2 separate regions of the Zea mays genome follow, and region 2 is linked to region 1. The links are chromatin contacts, called in public Hi-C maps. All regions are on one chromosome and are shown on one strand. Each heading gives the region's core, a stretch centred on a gene start, on an enhancer-like site or on the middle of the called end of the contact. The rest is flanking DNA. Distances are from core to core; before and after follow the strand shown. Region 1 has its middle 39 kb from the start of LOC103638982. Region 2 has its middle 16 kb from the start of LOC118473386.

Region 1 (6,548 bases), core at 2,638-5,137:
ACACAAACATCACATCGCCATCTTGAAAACCTCATCACCACTGGTTTAACGCTAGGACGGTGAAAGTGGACAGCGATGCTCATCTTTTCACCATCGTCGGTTTTAAGTCCCCAGTGAAAACCGAATTTCATGCATGCATATACATGCATACATACATATACACACTTGTCATATATTCTAGATGATTATCATTCACTCTAAAATAATTTAACATTAACAAAAAAAACGTGAATGGCTTAATTAATAGATTAACAAACATCTCGAATGACTTAATTAATATATATAATCATTTTAATATATGTGTATGTACTCATGAATATTGGATTATTTCATAAACTTTAGTTGATCATATGTATGTTTGTCAGCATGAGATATATTATCAGCTACCAAAATTACTATGTTCGGTTTAGATGTAATTTCAAATGACTACATAGTTTGTATGACACTGATCATACTTACATGCATATATTAACACATGAATCTTCACATGGAACAATGAAACAAAACCCACCCATCTTCATAGGGCATGTGAAAAGTACATGATGCAATTGCATATGGTTTTTTTGCTTATCTCATGTAGAAGAACGTCAACTCGTCGAGAGAGCGTGAGAATGAGACAAATTGGTCTCAGTGGATGTCTCATTGTCTTCCATTCCATAGCCAAATATAGTTAATGGGTTTCATCCTAATGAAACTCTCTTTACTCCTAAGTGCCATGCGAACTAAGTAAATTTGTTGATGTGTCATAACATTAAATAACAATGAAATTCCCACTGAGACTAGCCTAATAAGAGAGAAAATATGTGAGTTTCATGTAGATGAATCTCTCTTGGCTTGGTTTCCACCTATAGATGAGTCATATAATCAAATTTGTATGAAACCAAAAAAAAATTGAAACTATGCATTAATGTGATTGTTTTATCTATGTTTCGATCAATGTATTCCATCTTCTTTGAAACAACCATGAAACTCTTTACTTAGAATGGCCTTACGAGGTCGAGCAATGGCTAATCTCTGGCTCGCCCCTTTGTAGCCATGCAAAATAACTTATATATGTTGTTAATTAATAATGTTAGATGTGATTCCCACGTGAGTTGTCTTTTGGTTATTCAATGCCCATTAAAATTAAAACTCGACTCAATGGGAGTTTCATAAGAGTGCTCATGTTATTAAATAAGTTGGCATGGCGATAGTTGTCTAGAGGAATGGTGAATAGGCAACACCTAAAAATTCAACACTTGAAATACAATAAATCCTAAATTAGAGGTTAGATAAATATAATCAACGCGGATAAGAGAAATGAGAGAAGTTATCTTAGACTTGTTGCTCTTATGAATATAGCATTTACTTAGAGAGCAACTCAAGTGATATAAATCAAAGTCCAATCAAGAGAACTTATAGAGGGAGAGAGACAAGAAGGAATCACAACAGAAAGTAAAGAACACAAGAGACACATGATTTATTTACCAAAGTTTGGTTTCGAAGAACCTACATCCCCATTAAGGTGTCCCAAAGGACAGTGTCTTTTCGGACCCTCTCAAGTGATCCAACGATCAAACTTGAGCCCTTGGATCCACTAGGAAGAGAAAAGAATCTCCGCAAGGCAGTCCACAAAGTACAAAGCCTCTTGCTAGCCTTTACAATGAAGTATCACAAAAAACAAGAGCAACAACACCAAGAAAGCATATAAGCACACTCTCTCTAGAATCACTATCTTAGCTCAGATGGAGTGTTTGGATCTCTCGAAATTACATGGATGTGTTGCACTAGTGTATGGAAATGTTCCTCAGCTATAGTGGTGATTGGTATCTCAAATAGACTGGTTGGGGTATTTATAGCCCCCAAACCCCAAATAGTCGTTGTAAAAAATCTGCAAAACTACTCTTTCCTCGGGGGCAACGGACCTCCAATGGTAATCTCAATCAACGACGTTTGCTCTGGACTTGCCTTCGATGGTCTCATCAGACCGTTCCGATGCACCACCGAACTCTGCCACATGTTCTGTCACGTCAGCTAGCCGTTGAAGCCGAGTGTTAAAGGTTGAAACTTTCCATTGGACTGGACTAGTCTTGTGCACACCGGACTGGTCCAGCGTGCCAAGGTGCTTTGGGCTTCAACTGCAGACCTCTCTAGTAAACTGGTCTCGTGTGCCACCGGTGCACCATCGGTGTGCTATACCACAATTATGCTCCTACAATGCTCTCCAGTAAAGTGGTTTGACGCATCACCGGACTGGTTTGGTGCGCCAGGCCACTGAAGTCCTTTTGCAGACGCTCTATAAGAAGGGTCAGGTGCGCCCCAAAACAGCTAGAACTTGACACCTTTTTGCATATCTTCTTCCAATCAATTTGGCTAACTTTAACAACCTTCCTATAACTTAGATAAACTTATCTAGAGTATGTATAATCGGTCTAAGTCATAGATTCTCATCTTTTTGCTTATCTCCAACTCAGAATCATGTTCTAGGCTCAAACTCAGCTCCAAATGCACCTTTTCTAAATATCTAATTCCAAAGCCTCTATGTTGCTCAAAATTGTTCCTAGGGACAGTGAGAACCTATCCAAACTTGTGTAACTAGACATAGCTCACCTCATCCAAGATTTGCCTTATTTTGCCTCTGTTTGACCTATAAGTTGAGCTAGATTTCCACAATCTTGCACTTATGAACATGCAAGTGCACATTTATCAAACTAGTTAGATCTCGAGGTTGTGTTGGACATTAATCACCAAAATCAATATAGAAATGACATATAACACATTTCCCTCTCACATGGCATGGAATAGATTTGATGAGAGATGATAAATGTTTCATGTGTGGATGAAACTCATATGTACTATTTTCAACATATGGAATCTTAGAACTAGGAGTCTAGGACATGAAACCCTGCATTGAGATCGGTATAAATAATATGCATGGGGTTGGGAAATAGAACGACTGAGATTGGTACAAGTAATACGCATGGGGTTGGAAAATGGAATAAACATTAATAAGCATATATTAATAACGACGAATGGGGCTATCTCGAGCAGATCGTGCATATGGTCATGCAAAACATTGTTTTGCTCTATAGAGTGCACTGTGGATAGAGTGAATTTTTAAATAAAGGGTGTGATGGGAGATGAGATGGTAGGGTGGTGGAGACGGCATGAAGACCTAACGCTAGATAATAAGGGCTTATTTTGATTACCTATAGAGTTTTGATGGGCTAGTGTTTAGCCGGCTAATGTTTATTTCCTTCATTCTTGTTTTATGTGTCGTATTAATTAGCTTTGTTCTAAGTTAAATAGTTGTGTATTTGAACATTAATTTTTTTTATAATTTGTTTTATCATTTAAGATAGTTTGTGCTTGACTTAAATTTTTATATTTTTAAATAAATATTTTAAATAAAACAAGTGGTTAAAAGTTTTCGAAAAAAGTTAACGATGTCATATATTTGTAAACGTAGGTAGTATGTGAGAAAATAAAGTGATAAAGATCTTTTTTATAGAAGCAAATAATAAGATTCTAGTGGTGGTTTTATCTGTGTCAACCGTCAAGCTCGCGCTCTGTCGATCGCTTCAGTTTTAGGTTAGATTTAGTGGAGGTAGACTTTATGTACAGCGGTGAATGTCTATATACTCCCATCACGTGTGTGAAGGTCAGCGTAAAAAGAATAATACAGATATTTTCGGTAATCGGTACGACGATATAGGTCGTATGTTCCATTTTATGCTCCATATATGAACCGCGCGTCTTAAACGTACTCCATATACTCCCATCACGTGTAGTGTAGCTAGCTAGATCTGCTGTGCGGACAGGATTCCAAAAAGACAAAGGTGCGTGCGTGGCTGAACGCTTCCGCACTTGGCACGTCGCTATCCAAATGTGTTGTCGAGGCCGCGGTGCAAGGTCGGCCGCATATACCAAAAAACCGGAAGAGGAGGGGCACGGAGCACGGGAGCAGCTCAGAAGCGCATGCATGCATGCATGCGTTTCTGTCTCTGTTCCCTTCCCGTACAAGTCTATATATACACTCCTATGTAAAATATGCACACATGCATGTGAGAATATCTTACTGTGGTTAATCAGGATGTGCAATCGAGAAGATACTGAGCTTCTAATAATTAAGTTGATCGCTTCCAGGGGCGGAGCCAAGTGGGGCCGGCAGGGCCATGGCCCCTCCCAAGGCTGCGACACAAAGACAAGAAAATATATAAATATAGTCTAAATATATATACACTAAAATTTATGCGGCACAATTAATCAAAGTTTAATATAGTGGTTGGTAATACATGATCCATAACTCTATTGTAGTATGCCAACCAAAGTCTAAAACAGACAAAGAATATAAGATAAAATATTCGTTGAATGACCAATCGATACATGAAACGTCAAACCTAATTCGCTTGCAGACGCTGATATCTGAACCTCACCCCTTTATGATTCATCCTATTGTCTGTCTAGTCAGTTGCCGATTGTCGCTGGCCACTTGACTTGCCTCTGCCATAGCCCCACAACCAATGTCCAAAGAATATGATCACGCGACCAGCATAATGAGTGCTAGTAACTTATATACATACTATATTAGATCTTGTGGATAATAAAATCTATAAATTTCAACTAAAATTATCACCTGATAGTTGGTGTGTACACGACAAATTTGACATGTACCTGCGTAGGTTGACGAATTTTTATGCATCCTCGAGGCTAGCTGGAAATTTTTAATTTCTCTCAAAAATTTGTTAGCTGCCTCATGAATACTATAGTCATTATATAAAAGTTGAATCTCATCGATCAGATATTCATTATTATGTCGTCTTTATTGTTCTTGTGTCACAACTTTAGTTCAATATATAAATTAGCTAGAAAATGGACTCATACACTAAGATAATTTATAAAGATCTAGAATTCTTATTCCATGTCGAGTGCTTAAACTTGATAACAGTATACAATATTTTTTATCATATAGTATTGATGAATTAGTCGGCCCCCCTTATATCGCAATCCTGGCTCCGCCCCTGATCGCTTCATTCTTCATGTGTTGTTATTATCAGCGTATATGCTTCTACCATTCTTTTTAATTTATCATGTTTTAGTTTATAACATGCGACAAATATTCGAGAAAGAAGATATTATATCAGTGGGAGCAAGAAGGGAAGGAAGATCATGTAGTGGATTGAGATGGATGCTCTAAGCAAGCACATAGATGATAGATAGATAGAGAGATGTGTCGCCACTCGCCATCAGCAACGTGTGTCGATTGACTATTATTTGATCCTCTTGTCTTGTCCGTCGCATATACACACCGGATCCGATCCGTTCATCATAAAGCCGACCGTGAAATAAATAAAATAAAACAAAATAAAGCGAGAGGGCGCGAGCAGCATATATCTGCCTGACGCGTACGTAATTTCCACGTGCGAAATTTCGTGGACCGCCGGCTACCGACAAACAACATGCATGTGTAGTATTCCCTCCTTTCATAAATACATAAATATTTGACATTGTTGACTTTTAAAAAAAACTTTAATCAATTATCTTATTTAAAAGTGTTGACTGTGTCGGGCCAACCGTGAAGCCGTCTAACCAGTACAACATCAAGTGTTTTTAATATTGAATATAAATTGTACATATTTATATAATTTTTTCTGTAAAACAAAAAAATATAATCGTGTCGAGCTGTCAGCACTACGGGCCGATGCTATAGCCCAAGCACGACACGACGCTCGTGTCGGGCTGGCCCAGGCACTATTAAATGGGTCGTGCCTCAGGTCGGCCCGTCATACACGGCCCATTTGATCATCTATACCACCGCACGATAATGATGGTCCTCGCCTCAGTTGTCGCCACCTCGTCTCTCCCTTCATGCCTCCGTCTCTGCGCCACCCCATTCTCAGAAGAGGGCGTGGGAGCAGGCGCCTCCTCCCCGTATTCGTTCAACACCAGCCTCGACATCTACCCGCGCAGTGGCTATTGCACGTCCACGAGGACGTTTCATAGTATGCGCGCACCATCGTTTTCGCCGTTGTTGGGCGTCCCGTTCGTCTTCCTGGCCTTCGCCATGTTCTTCCTCGCCAACCTACTGCCCCCGCCCACGGTCGCAGCCGCGAGCCGACAGATGCTCTTCGACGCGGGTACGGGGCAAGTCGGTCTTGCTCCTGGCCTTTCTTCGTGCATGCCGCCGAGGAGGACACGGTGGCGACAGCCACGCTTAGGTTATCTTGGCAATGAGGAGTTCAGGTCTGAGATATTGGACAACTAAGGTCCGTAGCGTGGCAGTAGTCGGCATATGCTACGGAGTTGGTGGTGGTGTTGTGTCGCCTCGGCAGGTCCAGGGCTGGGAAGGCACTCGCATTCTCTCGCTCTTCTCGGATCGACGCCTGGTGCGAGTGCCTCTCAGTTTGGTGCTGCTCCAGCTGAGCTTCTTTCTCTGCTTGCATGCTCTCTCCCTATATGTATCTAGCGGTATACTATCTATGTCGACTCTAGATATTCATGTCTTCGTCGTGTTCTTCTCTGGCAACGAACAGGTATGCCCGTCTCTTCCCTTTCCTTCCTGCTCTACG
Region 2 (6,548 bases), core at 2,863-5,362, 160 kb before region 1:
ATGCTAAACGGTGTCTAAAACCTGTCTAGAGCCGTTATGTTTAGGCCATTTCGTTGACTGTTTAAATGGTTGACCTGTTTAGAGGACTGCCTAGGCTCTAAACTGCGTGGTATTCTTCCATTTACCGTTTAGACCGATCTAAACGTCCGTCTAAAACCGTTTAGGAAAACACTGCTTTGAATTTTTCATTTTTTTCCAAAATAATTGAATAAGATGAGCCAATTAAACTTGATATAAAAAGTCAAATTGTTATAAATTAGAACGAAGGGAGTAAATATTTAGAGCTGATACACGTAATGTATATATATATGAGATAGCCCATAAACCTGATAAAATGATATGTAAATCACACACGTTAGACCAAACGGACGGAGTAATATAATTTTTCGATAAAGAAAACATTTTATAGATACTAAGAATAATACATCAAGAAGATATAAACACTAGTACAGAGAAGTTCTATAGTGGCGGTTGTAAACCTATTTATAGTGACGTTTTTCGTAACCGCCAGTGCTAGGGGCCAGTAAAAATCATCATTTTTACAGGCGGGTAACTGAGGACCGCCAGTGAAAATCGATTTTCACTGGCGGTCGACGTAATAAAACCGCCAGTGAAAATCGATTTTCACTGGCGGTCGACGTAATAAAACCGCCAGTGAAAATCGTTTCCAGGAAACATAAAACATATTTTTAAAAATCGTTTCCAGTGCAAGTCGCGGCATTTTTCGCGCAAAATTCGCGCGCTACGCGGTTGTTAGTATTCGAACCGTCGACCTCACCCTCGCGTGTACCCTCCCCTACCACTCCGTCTATGACATGTCTTGTGTCTAGTTTGTAGTTGTTTTCTCCACATATTACAACCATTTGAGTGTAAATTGCTTATTTGAGACCCTAAACGAATTCAAATAAAAAAGTTGTCAACTACAAAGATAAATAACTTTTGAAGTTCTACAACTTTTATTTTGACACTTTTTTCATCCGAGGTAGTTTGCAAAATTTGAATTTTAAATTTGACATACTTAGATTCAATTTTTGAGAACCGAAATGAGTTCAAACAAAAAAGTTGTCAACTACAAAGTTTCATAACTTTTAGAGATCTACAACTTTTATTTTGGTGGTTTTGTCATACGAGGCCGTTTGAAAAACTCGAAAAATTAAGGATAAAAATGATTTCTAGTGGCGGTTCCTTAAGAAAACCGCCACTACAAATCATGGATTTCTACTGGCGGTTTTCTTAAGGAACCGCCAGTAGAAATACGATTTCTAGTGGCGGTTTTCTTAAGGAACCGCCACTAGAAATAACACAGTCGGTGGATAACCGAAACCGCCTGTAAAAATATATCGTCCCCGCAGGCTTTGAGCCTTTTTGTACTAGTGAAAGCCCCGGTACAACTTCCGTCTTCTATTTAGAACATACATCCAGCAACATAATTACATAACCAAGGTTTAAGATAAACTAGTAGCCTTCAATCTGGAGACTAGACTGTCATCATCCATATCATCCGTATGACAACAAAGTGTGGTATTCCGCACCAAGAGCCATGACCCATCCTTAGACTAACTCCAGCAGACTCCCTCTCCCTATCCATATTTAGCACGGTTAACAATATACAATGAGATCGTGCATCTGTTCCCATTTCTAGTAGACTTCGTATCCCTGTTTTTCTTTGCACGGAGGAGAGACACCAGAGGAATGGGTAGTCTGAATGTGCGGCACACATTTTACACGGCCTTATACCGAGTCTGCTGACAGTAACTTAGGTAGTGCTTGGTTCGGTATCAACTAGGGATGGGTCGGGATCAACCCTAGGCTGACCTCGTCCCTTATTTTTAAGGAATGACTTCGTCCACCATTTTTAAAGAATAATTCTTGACCCTGACTCTGAACCTCCAAACCAAACACGGATCAAGTTAGAATGATCTCATCCCATCCCTCTTTATCTTTCCTTTTCTCTTCATCCAAACACTACCTTACATCGTGTAAAATGGAAATATATGGCCACGTAAGGATGCTGCTGGAGTTGGTATGTGAATAAAGGGTGAGTAATATTATGTATATCATGTGGGTGTGATTGCGTGAACATAGGGTGAGCAAAACGAGGTTAAATATTCGGAACATACGAACGCATGGCTGCCACGACAGTCATTTTGTCCTCCCCACGTGTCACAAGTCGGACGAGCCTTTTTTTTTTCCTTTCCTATCGACGTGGTACAATTACATCAACTAGATATATGCGCAATGACACCGACTCATTGGCGACATGTTTCACGTGGAATGGGCATGTTTATACGAGGGGTTTGCTAGCTTGGCAGAGCTCCCATAACGGCTTTGAGGGCTGGCCGAATCTATGAAAGTTTATGCTAACCGAGGCCTCGATTGATTAGAAGGACTAATCTTTAATTCTTGATTTTTAGTCTTATTTAGTCTCTATTTTATTAAATGGAAAGACTAAAGTAGGGACTGATTGACTTTATTCTCTAGTCCCTCATATGAGTGCTAAAAAGGACTAAAAGGTAACATTTACTCTAATTGCTCTTGCCTAGAAAACAGGTGTAAAACAAGAAAAGGAGTATTTGGATATTTATGTGTTGCATTTAGGTTCCGTTTGGTTACTTTAGTCCAGAGACTAAAGTTTAGTCCTTACCCTGTTTGGTTTTAGGGACTAAAATTATTCAAAACACATTAATAAGTGAATCATAAGAGGACTAAAATACACCTTAGCATTCTCCCGCAATTAGTACAACTGAAATAAAGGAGGGGTAAAAAGTGGAATTTATATGGTTTAGTCCATTTTAATCACCCCTTGAGGGAATAGAAGACTAAAACAGTTTAGTCGATATTTTAGTCCCACCGTTTGGTAATTTAGGGACTAAATGAGACTAAAATGGAGGGACTAATCTTTAATCCCTCAAACTAAACAGGGCCTTAATGTATTTAGAATTTGTTTAGTCCCTACAACCAAACAGAGTAGGGACTAAACTTTAGTCATAGGACTAATGGAACCAAACAGTACCTTAGTTTTGTTGGTTCTATGTTGATTATGAGAAGTTCTCTAAGGGCTAGTTTGGATACTCTAGTGTTGACCTCAATTCACATGTATTGAGATGGATTAGAGTGTAACTTAAACTAATTTACAACCCAATCCACATCAATACATATAGATTTAGGTAAATACTAGAGTACCTAAACAAAAGACTAAGGTCTTGTTCGGTTTGAGGTGGATTGATTAGTATTGAAGGGAATTAAATCTCTTTTTATACAAATTTGTATAGGAGGAGATTCAATCCCTCAAATCCTCCCCTAACCGAACAAGTCCTAAAAAATGAACTACACTCCCCCCGCAAAAGAGTGCAGTGCTACCATTCGTGATGCAAAAATAAATATCATTAAATCAGTTATAGAATATATTTTATAATGAACTTATTTAGAGACATAAATACCAATGCTATTAAATATAAAATTGGTCAAACTTAAAGTAGTTTGATAACTACGGATTCTACAGCTGAAAGCTTTTGTGGACGGAAGGCCAGGAGCTAAGAAAATAACTTCTCTTAGAGCATAGAACTTGCATCAGTGAATTCATGTTAAAAACATCTATAAGGTGATATTGAATTTTAAGCATCGAGTTTGTACTATAAAAAATTTAATAATAAAAAATATAATATATATACTTTTTTCTCCGATCTAAATATGACTGCCATTTTTGAATAGAGAGAGAGTTACGGGCAAAAATCTAATATGTCAGTCTTTTTGTTCTAGACTATACTGTAGGTTTGAATCTGGGTATGCCACTGTTTATACCAAAGGTTAAAATTTATGGATGGAATTTTGTACCTTCGTTGCATCTTGTGTTACGAACAAAGATTCAAACCACAGACAATCGTATCCTGACTTAATTTTGCTGTGTACATCTGTTCATGATGCTGATCTCCAGCCTCGTGGTTTTAATGGTGCTGACAGAACTGAAGCTTCAGGATTCTTCACGTGGATATATGCATGGCGGTAGTGGTAAAGAGGGGGGGGGGGGGGGGGGGGGGGGGGGGGCGGAACGGCGGAGGGGCGGCTTCACAGTTCACACACGCAGCCACAGCCGACTCGCGCTGAGGTGGAGGCCTCGATCGACAACACATATGGATAGCGACGTCTCTGAATCAGAGCAGCGACCACGTACCTTTCTGTGATTCTTGTCTGCAAAAGCGACGCGGGAAGAAGCTCGCTCGCCGATCGAGATGTAGTGACAGGTCCAGGTCCATCCATGGTAGACATCTTTCTTCGCCACTCCTCGTAGTAGGTAGTAGCACCAATGGTGAACGGGACAAACGAATTCGAATTCGAAGGATTATATTTAAGAGCAACCGGCGGCTGCTGAATGGATTGGTTGGGACGTTCGCTGTTGGGCAGTACCATGGTGGAAACATCGGATGCATGGACCGACGTGTTTGGCCAAAACGTACGTGGGGCACCGCATACCCCGTGCATATCGCATTGAAAAGGCTAGCGTGCTTTAGAAGACGAGACGAGACGAGATGGACACACGCCGTACGCCTTCTGCTGCTCAGACGACGGCATGAGGTAGGCGAATGAGCACTGTGTATGTGCACATGTACAGCCCCACATGCGTATTCGCCGGGCGGCTCAGATCAGATGGGTAGTATCTATATCACATGCAGAGACTACTATGAACTGTACCAGTTCCCTGCGCGTGCTGCTAATTTCTGAGGCTATATGTATAAGCCAAAAACAAACACGAAACTAAACTTTCAAAGCCCATATTTCCCATGGTCCTATCACCACTTCATATGGCATATAATTAATACTCAGTCACACGCTCTCACAGCTATGAACTTACTCTTTATCATGCTCTGTCTTTTGTTCTTTAAGCTTTATGACTGGTAGATCGTGCATATATATAACTATATAAAATACTAGGTTTATAGAGTAAAGTTTGAAATAAATGATGAGTAAAGATAGTCTTACAATGTATTCAGTCACAGCCTCACAGGCTTACAGCTATGAGCCTACTCTATATGTCTCGTCTAATTAATGGTTTCAGGCTTCAGCTTCACAGAGCCAGTGCCCAGTGGCCACTCTTCTTAGGTCCGCCTTCTCTGCTTGTTGACCGGGCTTATATGAGCTGAGGCCATGTGTCGATCTGTACGTGGTGTATAGAGGTAGTAACGGATCACGATCTAAATGTCACTTCACAATTTGTTATATTCTTAAATTAATTTTAATTTAAAAATTAATAAAAAAGTACAGCTCGATCCTAATTTAATTCGATACTTAAATTTTATGGCATAATGTTGCTGGTTTAGATATTAGTATAAATTGCAGCAGCAGCAGCAGCAGTAAGTAGTAGTAAGCAGTAGTAGATTAAGATACTATTAGTATAGCGTAGTGTAAGTAATAGAGTAGTGTAATGTAATGTAATGACCAAGGGGTGAAGGAGGCCAACTCATAATGAGTCGGCCTCAAGTTTGTAACAATCTCCCTCTATGAATAAAATGCAGTTCTTTGCTGCTCCATTGTTGCATGCTTTTGTTTGCGCAATTGACGGCACACTGGCATTTGATGCTTGTGATTTCCGCTTTTTCGAGTTATGATCTGGCACTTTTGTGCCCGACTTATCGAGCACTTATATTTATGCTGACGTATACCCTTGAGTTCCGAACCCTAATTCTTGCTTTTTTTCTCTGCCACTTCTCTGTTTTCTGAGTTCTTGAGCTCGCCCGCTTCGCTTGAGAGATTGCGATGGCTCCCAAGAGGAAGAGACAGAGTACCGTTGTTCCAATTATCCGGCCAAACGATCCTAATAGTCAACTTCCGTTTGCTGGCAACCATATGTCCGTCGTCTCCGAGTCTGACCTCTTGCACCTCGTCGAAACTGGTGTTCTGCCGCCGAAGGAGCTGTGTTCCTAACGAATCTGACACAGGTTACCATTCCGACAGAGGACATCCATGAAGCTGTCGTCTTCGTGCCTTTTCTCACTCCGAGGTCTGGCTCTGCCAGCTTCTCCCTTTTTCCGCGGCCTGCTCGATTTTTACGATCTGAATCTTACACACTTAAACCCCAGTTCTATTATTCAAATTGCCATTTTTGTGCACCTCTGCGAAGCTTTCCTTAGAATTCTTCCTCATTTCGGGCTTTGGAAATACCTCTACCACTGTCGGCCTGGGATGACCAGAGGATAACATCAACTTGTTGATGGTGCAGCCTGGAGCTTCGCGGGGCAGGAAAACAGAGTATCTTGATATCCCCTGAAGGACAACATTAAAGGATGGCACATTGAGTGGTTTACCATGGAGAACCACAACAAGTCCCTCCCTCCTCGACCGGGGAGGCAGCCCGACGTTCGCACGCTCAACTGGATAGAGTCCCCCAGGTTCAAAGCTAGCCGAGTCTGAATATATTTTAGACTTTGTGCCAAAGCATATTTCAATTAACTTTGTGCCAAGAACTCAATCAAAAATCAAGCCTAGCTCTTTAATTTTGATAAAACTTGAAGAAAAATATGTCAACAACACTTGCAATTTCAAAGGAATTTATC

The links. Hi-C and Micro-C count contacts between places; a contact is called where the count stands out from the background.
Region 2: a Hi-C map of bundle sheath shows a contact between it and region 1, with 2.2 times the contacts expected there. The contact joins two enhancer-like sites. A contact is called at or near these places in 2 of 25 Hi-C or Micro-C datasets (bundle sheath and leaf).

What each region holds. Positions count from the first base shown.
Region 1 is chr9:124,210,455-124,217,002 of Zm-B73-REFERENCE-NAM-5.0, reverse strand. No RefSeq gene overlaps it. Among protein-coding and RNA genes, the nearest start is that of LOC103638982, 39 kb to the right of the region's middle. Within about 2 kb of position 3,887, at least 15 of the 20 cell types and tissues checked have an H3K27ac peak or open chromatin away from gene starts, as enhancers often do. A contact at or near this core is called in bundle sheath, where this site is marked.
Region 2 is chr9:124,370,690-124,377,237 of Zm-B73-REFERENCE-NAM-5.0, reverse strand. No RefSeq gene overlaps it. Among protein-coding and RNA genes, the nearest start is that of LOC118473386, 16 kb to the right of the region's middle. Within about 2 kb of position 4,112, at least 5 of the 20 cell types and tissues checked have an H3K27ac peak or open chromatin away from gene starts, as enhancers often do. A contact at or near this core is called in bundle sheath, where this site is marked.